2 separate regions of the Mus musculus genome follow, and region 2 is linked to region 1. A link is a contact called in public ChIA-PET data. All regions are on one chromosome and are shown on one strand. The core of a region is the stretch at or near the end of the contact, and the rest is flanking DNA. Distances in the headings are between cores, read along the strand shown. Region 1 holds the start of Akap13 (A kinase (PRKA) anchor protein 13). Region 2 overlaps Akap13 (A kinase (PRKA) anchor protein 13).

The links. ChIA-PET counts read pairs in DNA pulled down with a chosen protein or histone mark.
Region 2: an RNA polymerase II ChIA-PET map of memory CD8 T cells shows a contact between it and region 1, with 1,839 read pairs. The contact joins the enhancer-like site here to the promoter of Akap13 in region 1. A contact is called at or near these places in 9 of 39 promoter capture datasets (the 3T3-L1 cell line, 3T3-L1-derived adipocytes, the C10 cell line and 5 more), 1 of 15 datasets of contacts at CTCF or cohesin (the NIH/3T3 cell line), 11 of 484 Hi-C or Micro-C datasets (CD4 single positive thymocytes, CD8 T cells, the HPC-7 cell line and 7 more), 13 of 115 datasets of contacts at active chromatin or transcription factors (the 230-238 cell line, CD8 T cells, the SCID.adh cell line and 10 more) and 2 of 9 other capture datasets (adipose tissue and liver).

Annotation. Positions count from the first base shown.
Region 1 is chr7:75,452,156-75,457,108 of GRCm38.p6, forward strand. Akap13 (A kinase (PRKA) anchor protein 13) reads left to right here and starts at 3,379. Exons shown (of 37, transcript NM_029332.1): 1 at 3,379-3,593.
Region 2 is chr7:75,572,779-75,577,726 of GRCm38.p6, forward strand. The region is part of intron 3 of Akap13 (A kinase (PRKA) anchor protein 13); the gene reads left to right. Among named protein-coding and RNA genes, the nearest start is that of Akap13, 120 kb to the left of the region's middle. Within about 2 kb of position 2,808, at least 221 of the 459 cell types and tissues checked have an H3K27ac peak or open chromatin away from gene starts, as enhancers often do. A contact at or near this core is called in CD4 single positive thymocytes, CD8 T cells, LSK cells and 19 more, where this site is marked.

The sequences.
Region 1 (4,953 bases), core at 2,129-4,628:
AGCTACAGTGTACTTAGATATAATAATAAATAAAGCTAAAAAAATATGTTCAACATCCTTAGCCATCAGGGAAATGCAAATCAAAACTACTTTAAGATTTCATTTTACAGCAGTCAGAATGGCCAAGATCAATAAAAGAATGCACATGTTGCTAAGGGTGCAGGGAAAGGGGAACACTTACTTATAGCTGGTGGGAACGCAAACTTGTCTAGCCACTATGGAAATCAGTAGGAAGCTGGAAGTCAATCTACCTCAAGATCCACCTATATCAATCTTGGATATATATATATACCCAAAGGGTTCTACATCCTACTATAGAGATACTAGCTCATCCATGTTCATGGCCACTCTATTCATAATAGCCTGAAACTTGGAAACAGCCTAGATGTCCACCAACTGATGGATAATGTGATAAATTTATACAGTGGAGTATTTTTCAGCTATTACAATCAATCATGGAATTTATGAGTAAATGGATAGAGCTAGAAAAAAAAAACTACCCTGAGTGCAGTACCATAGATTCCCAAAGACAGATATTTTAAGTTTTGTCTTATATGTAGGGGCAATATAATATATTGTTATGGAAAGATAATGGGGAAACTAGGAGGATTAAATTGAGATGAGAATAGGAGAGAAGTGTAAGAAAGGGACTGTGTGGAGGGACAAGTACTACTTTTGAAAAGCCAATGTGGAAACCTACTGTAGAAGCTTCCTAAAATACATGAACATAGGAAAGGCATCTAAAAGGAACCACTAAATAACAGGGAGACAACTGGACATCATATGCCACTCCTTAAAGCCTCCAGTGCCAGGAATGGGCGATATCTTGTTGCGTTGTTGGCCACAGGGGCCCTAATAGAAACCTTCAAGTATCACAGGCTGTTTCTACTCCCCATAACCTGATGGTAAAGGCCGGTTGCTGAAGATAACAGCTGCGTGTGTCATCACACATGGAAGGGTTGAGCTGGTGACTAACTAGAAGCTTCCCCTTTACTGACTAGCTGCCATGCTACTGGAAGCTACTCTGCAAGGTACTGGAGTAGAAAAAGTAATCATTGATGTTATCCAGCAACAAAATTTGTGACTTAGAACAATGACCTGACGACATGACATATTAGTTGAATAGTGGCACCAATGTTATGGGAGTAACCAACCACTTTGTGATTCCATGAAATGAAACCCAAACCTACATTGACTACTAAAGTGGCTAAGAACTTGAAACTTGATAGGTCCTGGGTCTAGGGGAAACCTATTATTCTTCTTCTGCTAAAGGAACATAGCAATATAACGATTCTTAGTGTCATATGGCTATACTCATAAGGGCCTTGCTCAATCCACATCAGAGAAGCTTCGTGTAGTGGATGGGAATTAACATAGAGACCAAAAAGTGCACAACATATAGAGTGGGACAGACATTGGAGCATTAGTCCTAGACGGGACCTTCTAACCAACCCCCTGCCCTCAAGGGTCAGGAAGGAGTGAGGAAGAGGAGGCAGAAAGACTGTAAGAGACAGAGGTGATGGATGACTACAAGAAACAGTGACTACCAGACACAATAGGACTGATATGCATATGAACTCATGCAGTGTTGGCACACAAAAGATTTGCAAAGGTTCAAGCCAGGAGTCCCAGCATCTAGAGGGAGGAAGGGGTCATAGGCTCCCAGCCTCTAAGCAAGAAGATATATACAATCAATATGCCCTGGCAAAGGGATAATCCGTTTTCTCCAATGCACTCTCACTGGTTTTATCAATCACACTTCAGGGCAGGCCTCATGTTCCAGTTATTGGCCAACACAAAATGGACTCAGTGGTATTTTTGTGGACTTTTTGTTTCATTGTGCTGTGTTTTGGCTTTCTTTTTCTTTTTGGACTTGATCCTGGATTTGATTGTTTGATTTCCATTTTTGTGTTTCGTACTTTTTGCTTTTGTTTTATGAAGGAAGAAGAAAAGAAAAAACATGAAGTTGGATGAGTAGGGAGGTGGGGAGGATCTGAGAGGAACTGGAGAGTGGGAAAACAAGATCAAAACATGTTATATGAAGCATCTTTTCAATTAAAATAATTTTAAAAAGGGAAAGTGACATTTAACAACAGAAAATGCCTGGTACAATCACCAGGCACTGATAATACTTTCTGTTAAATATTTTCATGATGGTAGTGACCTTGTCTGGATTAAAACTTCCCAAATGACAGTGACTTCCATTCTTGCAGTTTTTGGCAGGTCCATATCTTGTATTACTATTTTTTTTAAACTGACTTTGAAATTATATGAAGTTAATCTTTTCATATAATTCTTTGAACATTTTCTTCATTCATATAATATACTTTGGCCACATTCTCCCAACCCATCCCTCTCAACTTCTTATTCTCCTTCTGCTCTTTAAAAAAACTTATGATCCACTGTGTTCAACTTGTACTGTCCATAGCTGTGTGGGTGCTGGGTCATCTACTGGGAGATGGTTGGCCAGAGGGAGTCCAATACTTAAAGGAAACTGTCCCCCAATGGGGTATTTATCTTAGGGGTACAGCCACATAATATTTTCATATTAATATGTTTTGATCACCTAAATAAAAATGCAAGGCCAGTACTCGCAGAGATTCCATTCTGTTCCTTCCCAGTCAATACCCTTCTCCTCCTAGGAAACTACCTTTCTTACTTCGACCACAATAAATATTAAACTGCACAGAAAACCTCACATTTCTTGCGTAATATTCATAATCCCCGGCTCCCCCCCCCCCCAACTTTCTATTGACCGAAAAAATAACATGTCAAAATAGTTTGGCATTATAGGCATGTTTTCCCTTAATAACACATTACAATATGTAACTATCAAAAAGAAGTTTCTTTTTGTACCAATTAATGTAGTATCTTGGGTCACCATTGGAACATGTCCATACTTGGTTTCTCCGAAGCAACTAGATGGTTTCTGAAGTCCATAGCAACTCAAAGGCAATGATTTTGTGGTGATCGAATAGCTCAAAGTCACTGTGACAATCTTCACCCATCCAACATACTTGAGTACTTTGTGCCGCTCCACCTTGGACTCTTAAGAAGACTCTATTGAGTCTTAGCGTCAACGTGTGGTAAGTGCTCCGACTTAGGTAAGCACCAGGCGCACAGAGGAAGGGTGGCTTCCGGTGATGGGGCGGATAGGAGAAGGTGGGTGGGCATTTCCCCAGCAGCTGCTGCCAGCCACCCGACTTTGATCACTTTGCCGCCTGGCAGCAGTGGCGGTCAACCTCATCGTTCCTTAGCAACCAGAGCCAACTGCCAAGAAGCCTTCCTATTGGGCTCACAGAACATGATGGGTAGTCTAATTGTCCAATAGAAACTTTTAGGCTTGGCTCGTTGCACCGCCCACCCCGGGCCGCAGGCGGCGCATGCGCGGGTGGGCAGGTCTGTGTGCAGGGCGGTCGCAGAGCCGGAGCTGCTGCTGCTAAGCTCTTGGGCTCGGTTGAGACCGCCGTGCTTGCTCCTTGCTCCAGCCGTCACCGCCGCCGCCGAGGGAGCGGCCGCCTATTGTCCTTCTCCGCGGCCAAGGCGCGGAGCTGCTCCGGCTCGGCCCGCGGGGGAGCCCGGGGAGCCGCACGGTGAGAGCGCAACTTAGTTGAGGGAGTTGAGGGAAGTTTGGGCGTCTGAGGAGGGGGCGCGCGCGCAGCCGCCCCTCCCCCTCGGCTGCTCTCGGCCGCGCGCGCGAGCTGCGGGACGCGGGGACGCGCGGGCGCGACGCGGGTGGCGGACCCTTCTTAGCATCGGCAGCCAGGGGTGGATAGCGCGGCCGCCGATCCCGGCCTCCTCGGACCCACGTTCCTCTGCTGCCCGCTTCTGTGGCGCCGGCTGCGGCTCTCCTCTGAGGGACGGCTGCTCGGTGGGGCGCGCCGCTCGAACAGAGAGTGCGGCTCCGGGAACGAGCAGCTCCCCGGGGCAGTCAAGCCGGGTAAACACTGCGCGCCCCGGCCACCTTTGGGGGCTTTCTCCCGAGATGGGGAGGGGGGCGCGGTGGGCGCCCCGGGAACGGTGGCGCATTCGACTCCTCTGCCCCTCGAGCTCTAGTGCAAGCACTTTGAGAACTAGCGAATCACTGCTTTTCGTAAATAGGCTCGCTGACACTTAACTGGGGTGCGAGACGCACCCTCAGTTTATTTCTCGCTAAGAAAGTGTCTGTCTTTCGGCTGAAAATATTGGCTAACTCTAAGTGTCTAGACTCTACTGTGAACTCAGGAGTTCACAATGAAAATGGATTGAGCAATCTCTGAGTGTTTCAGTCTTTGCTTTTCCCCTTCATAATGAAGTTATTTTGAGAGTTCATTGCGTTGAGCAGATTTACAAAGTGATGTGCCTTTTTGTCTGTCTGTCTGTCTGTCTGTTTTTTGTTACTACCCTCATGATTTCCCGAAGTCACTTACTCATTTAAACCCCCACCCCCCAAACTTTTGGATTGCCCGGGTCAGGAGGAGCGCTCCAGTTCTTGAACGTGCATTCATTGTCTGTAAAGAAGTTCCTATCAGTCGAGATGACTCTGAGATAAACCAGTGTGTCACTTTGTACACCATCATCTCTTGGGAATCATTCCGCTGCATTTCGTTGACTAGACTTGCGCTGTAATGGTAATTCAGTTTTAGCTCCCAAGAGAGAACCCTATCATTCATACTGAAACACAATGCCTCCCCCCCACCCCCCTCCCCCCGTCACTTCATGTTAATTTTAGTTGTATTTCTTTGACATTTGTTAAACTTAAATTTTTCTTTGAAGGCTACTGCTCATGGCATTTTGCTTTTTTTTTCTATGTGAATAACATGGACAAGTGGTGTGTGGGGTTTTCTGTTTTGTTTTTGGCTTTTCTTTGTATGAAACCCAGCTTCGTTTACCTGATGAAACCAAGGAAAAATATTCTGAAGGCACAGGGATTCAGGACTCACAGTCTTTGTGCTTAATTTTCCTTTCTGGGGT
Region 2 (4,948 bases), core at 1,558-4,057, 120 kb after region 1:
GAACAATGAGACATTTCTAAATTATAGGAAAAATTCTTCCATCATGTAAAACAGTTATAAGCGTCCTCCTCTTCTAATGTTCGTCTTTTGTGGGAAAAGGTATTTTGAGAGGATCTCGTTGTCACCACCCTGTCCCACCTTTGAGCACTGAGATTACATGGGTGAGCCACCAGGACTGACTTATTTTCTCCTTTGTGTGTGTGTTTCTGATAAGAATCTTACAGTAAAAGGAGATTATAAAGCAGGACGATTAGGCGGCTAAGACCGTCCTCCGCCACTTAACAAGTTTGAGAATGATCCAGGCTATATGAAATCCTGATTCAAAAGGAAAAGGGAAACTATAAAGAAGTTATAAAGGCTTTTAAAGCAGTTTTTATTGCTTTCCTTTCTTCTATTGAAGTCTGGAGATATAATATAGTTCATCTTGAGATAAATAGCATAGAGACTCGTCTACTTTTTATGTTTTTGGATATTTGAATGCCTTATAAAGCGCATACTATGTATGGTATATAGTGACATTTAATGAAAATATTTCAAAGACTTTGAAACAATTTCTTATTCTTAAAATTAAACTCATCTTTACAGTAATTAACATTAGAGACTGGCCGCAATTCATAATAAAATGCTCCATTCAAAATAACTTTGAGGCTAGAGGGAGTCAGAAGGTAAAAATGCTTGTTATACAAGTCTGACTACCTGAGTTTGCTCTCTGGAATCCAGGATGGGAAGAGAGACTTGGCTTCCATACGCAGCCTTCTGACCTTCCTCAGCATCCCTGCTTTCTCCTCCTCCAGTAATAGAAAGTGAACAAAATTTAGAGACTTTCAAATGGCTGCTTGAAGAATATCATTTCAGTTTTATTGAGCCATCTATCTTAAAGGTATCTTAGGATGTGTAACAAAGTTTGGGGGTTCACTTTTACTAGGCAGTTTAGACAACGCAAATTATGATTTTATCATTTACAAATGGAATAGGGATTAGTATGTTCAGTACACTGTGTTGTGAAAGGCTTTGGTATAGGCTATTTCTAAAATCAAATCATTTTAGTTTATCTATTAATATATTTCTAGAATCAAAACAAAGGCTTCTGTTTGGTAGTAAAATTACAAATTTTCACTGATGTCCAATTAGACTCAACACTTACACACTTTTCTCTTGTTTCGTATTTATCCAGGATAGCTGGCCATGTAAGGATAGCTGGCCATGTAAGGTAGTTTCATTGTGAAGTGAAAAGAAAAAAAAAAATCTATTATATTTACAGGTACCTTTTAGCTAATGAAAACTTAGAGCTTAAATCTTACAAAGTAGTCCTATGTTTATAGCACCATGTAATTTTTATTTCTTGTGAGCCAAGACACTCTTTAGGAGCAAGGGTTGGTTATCAAATCAAGAAGTATTTTGAAATAAAAAGCTACGAGCTTTTAATTTGCACAGTCAAGAATTCTTATAATTTCCCTTAAGTTATCAGTTACTATTTCAAACTGAACACTTTATAATAGTCTATGTAATCCAAGTATAAGATAATATCTTTTTTTTTCTTTCCATTTTTTATTAGGTATTTAGCTCATTTACATTTCCAATGCTATACCAAAAGTCCCCCATACCCACCCACCCCCACTCCCCTACCCGCCCACTCCCCCTTTTTGGCCCTGGCGTTCCTCTCTTTCCAGTGATGGCCGACTAGGCCAATAAGATAATATCTTGACAGCTTTGAGTTTGTCTATTGAGTTTGTTTTAAAAAAATCAAATAATGGAAAAATTTTAAAAAATAAAAATTTGGGAAAAAAAATCAAATAATGCAGTTCATATAAGGGCTGCCCTGGAAAAGCAAACCAGGAAGTAGTTGAAGAGAGGAAAAAGTGCCCACCTGTGTGGCTAGCAGTGATGATGCTGTGTTAGATATCATTTCTACATCTTGTACCCGTGAGCACTGCACCGTAATCCTAGGGTGTTACAGCGTGACTGATAGATAATAAATCAGTGTAAATTGGATCTTGGTGTGTGTGGGGCGGGGGGGGGGGTTCTTATTCTTCGCATACAAAGTATACACACACGTAAACAAACCTAAGGCATATCAATGAGACTCAAGATTCTACTAGGTAGAGGTTGAATAGGGAAAAGCTAAAAATGGTTTCTAGGAGTAATGAAAATAGGAAAAAGGGTTGGAAAGCACTGCTTTCAAGGTTTAGGCTAGAATACAGAAATCACGCTGTAGAGTTCAATAGCCTGCCCTTTTTCACAGTACACATGATGGGGTTCTAAGTTTGCTGTTGTATTTTTCTTTGTTTTTGTGTTTTGTCCCTCACTGTTATTCCCCTGCATGTAGAGACATTCTATAAATGCATCAAATTCGTTTGCCCGCCCTTAGTCTGCAGGATCTAGCAGTGTGGTCTTGTCTGTTTATTTGATCCTCTCTGGAGGGGGTGGAGAGCAGTCTGCAAACTGAGCATTTCACTTTTACTGTTCCAGAGGAAGAAAACCACATCAGGTTCTTAAACACGTCTATGATAAACTGAGTAGTAAATCTAGTTTATATCCCATTGCTGACTAATAGAGTCTCCTCTTTCTGTGTGGGATTGGCCTGGGCTGGTCCAGTAAGCGCTTTTAGGGTACTTTTTTAGATCGATGATAAAAACAAAGGCCGGATTGTTTTAGTCTCCGAAGAAGAGATGGCCCAGGGTGGGATGTGTTCCACTTTTAGCTTAACAGGAAATGAAGTAATTTTTGGGTCATAGTTCAGTACTTTTGTTTATTTGTAGCAGTTTTGCGTTTCCATGGGTGCAGATGCTTTAGACAGTGATAAAATGCTTGCAGGGAAAGAAGCCTGCAGGGAGGCTCTCCCAACCTCAGGCACACGTACTTTTGACCCACAGGGCCTAGGATTTACTGAGTTTAAGAAGACTGTTAACCTTAGATAACTTGCTTCTTACCTGGGTGCTTCTGGGTGCTTTTTGTTTAAGTCTTTTCTCCTGTTGTTTTTATTTTTATTTTTATTTTTTCAGTTCTGCAGTGCTAATAAAGTTGTTAGTTGTCCTACAGGCTTGCTGGCTTGTGAAACACTTTGTCAAGATTTAGTGATCTATTTTTCTGTGTGATACTTAAACAACAGTAGTGTTTTGAGTATAACTACCAGTTCCTGGTGCCTGTTTGCCATGTGCTTTGTGTGGTGCCTGCTGATATTTTCAATACTTCTGTAAGGTTGATGGTATCATTTTATGGTCAGAGAAAGGCTTCAAGGCTGGGTGTGTGTTAGGATGACCACACCTTTCTGCAAGAGAACTTGGCACACAAATCTACTGTTTCCTTCATTATTCCCTGTAGATTACTTGGTGGGTAACAGATCCTTCAGACCTCATACTTATGTTCTGTTTTCATTGTAAACAAAATTGACACTGCAGGGTCCTAAAATGCACTTAAACTTAGGACTTTCTCCCCTCAACAGTTTCTGGGAATTTTGTTTCTTTCTGAATCCTATAGGATAGCTTCTTTTAGAAATTGAGTAAAATTTCAGTACTTTTCCTTTAAAAAAGAAATAGCTCTGCTTATGTTCCTCTTGTTACCAGGAAATTGAGTGGAAACAAAAACACCATGGAAACTAGTTGAAAATTGTTGCTATTGCACTTCCCTACTACAACTTCTGTTTTTATTGTATTAAATTTGCTATAATTTCCCATCCTGTCTTTGTACTGTAGCTTTAGACTAAGGCAGACATAAGATTAATATTCCTCCTCCTCCAGCCGTAATCTGTCTAGAGCAAGCTTACAGTGAGTCTTACCTGTGCTTCTACACTGAGACCAGTTTTATTCCTAGATGTATATTACACAACCCTTAGTTTTAAACAATGGTAACCCCTTTATTTTTCATTTTATTTGAAAAGACACAGGGACTAAAAACTAATCTTGAGCTTGATAGTGATACTCTGCCAATCTTGAGTGTTTTGGCCACACGGTAGGTACTTAGTACTTTTTTTAGAGTTGTCTTTTATTTTATATATTTGCTTGTTTTGCCTGCATATATATATGTGTACCACTTATGTGCATATGGAGGTATCTTAGTTACTTTTCAGTTCTGTAAGAGTACCATGACCAAGACAAACTTAGAGAAGAAAGATTTTATTTGGGGCTTACCGTTTCAGAGGCTGAGTCTGAGTCTGTGATTATCATGAAGGGAGGCATGGGAGCAGGCAGGTAAGCATGGTGCTGAAGTAGTAGCAGAGAACTCACATTTTGATCCACAAGGAGGAGGCAGAGAGAGCTGACTGGCAATGCCATGGGTTTTTGAAACCTCAAAGCCACCCCAGTGACACGCATCCTCCAATAAGGCCACATTTTCTAAATCTTTCTCAAACAGTTCCACCAACTGAAGACCACTTATTCAATCATATGAGCTTATGTGGACCTTTCTCATTCAAACCACCACATTTCACTTTCTGGCCTTAATATGCTTCTAACTATATCATAAAGCAAAATGCACTATAAGTCCACAGAATTTTTCACAGTGTCACTATCATTTCAAAATCTAAAGTCTCTTCTGAAACTCAAGGCAGACGCAGTGTGGGTACATACACACTACCACCATGACCACCACGACCATCATCCCAAAAGCTGAGCACGGTGGCACAGTGAGGAAAAAGTGGACCAAAGCAAGACTGAAACGCAAAAGGGCAAACTCTTAAATCCTTGTAGTTTAGTCTCTGATGTCAAGGGTGGCATCCACCCTTCCAGCTTTATTGTCTGTAACACACTTCTCTCAGGGTGGTTCTACTTCCTGTATGCAACTTTTCCTGGCAGGCATCCCGTGGCTCTGGCACTTCCAACATCCTGACATCTTTGATGTAATTCAGGCTTCATTTTCCTAGCTCCATTCAGCGGTCTCTTAGGGTCTCCATACAGGACCTCCCTTGCCAGATGCCTAAGTCTTTGGGGGCCTTCCTTCACGGTGGAAGAAC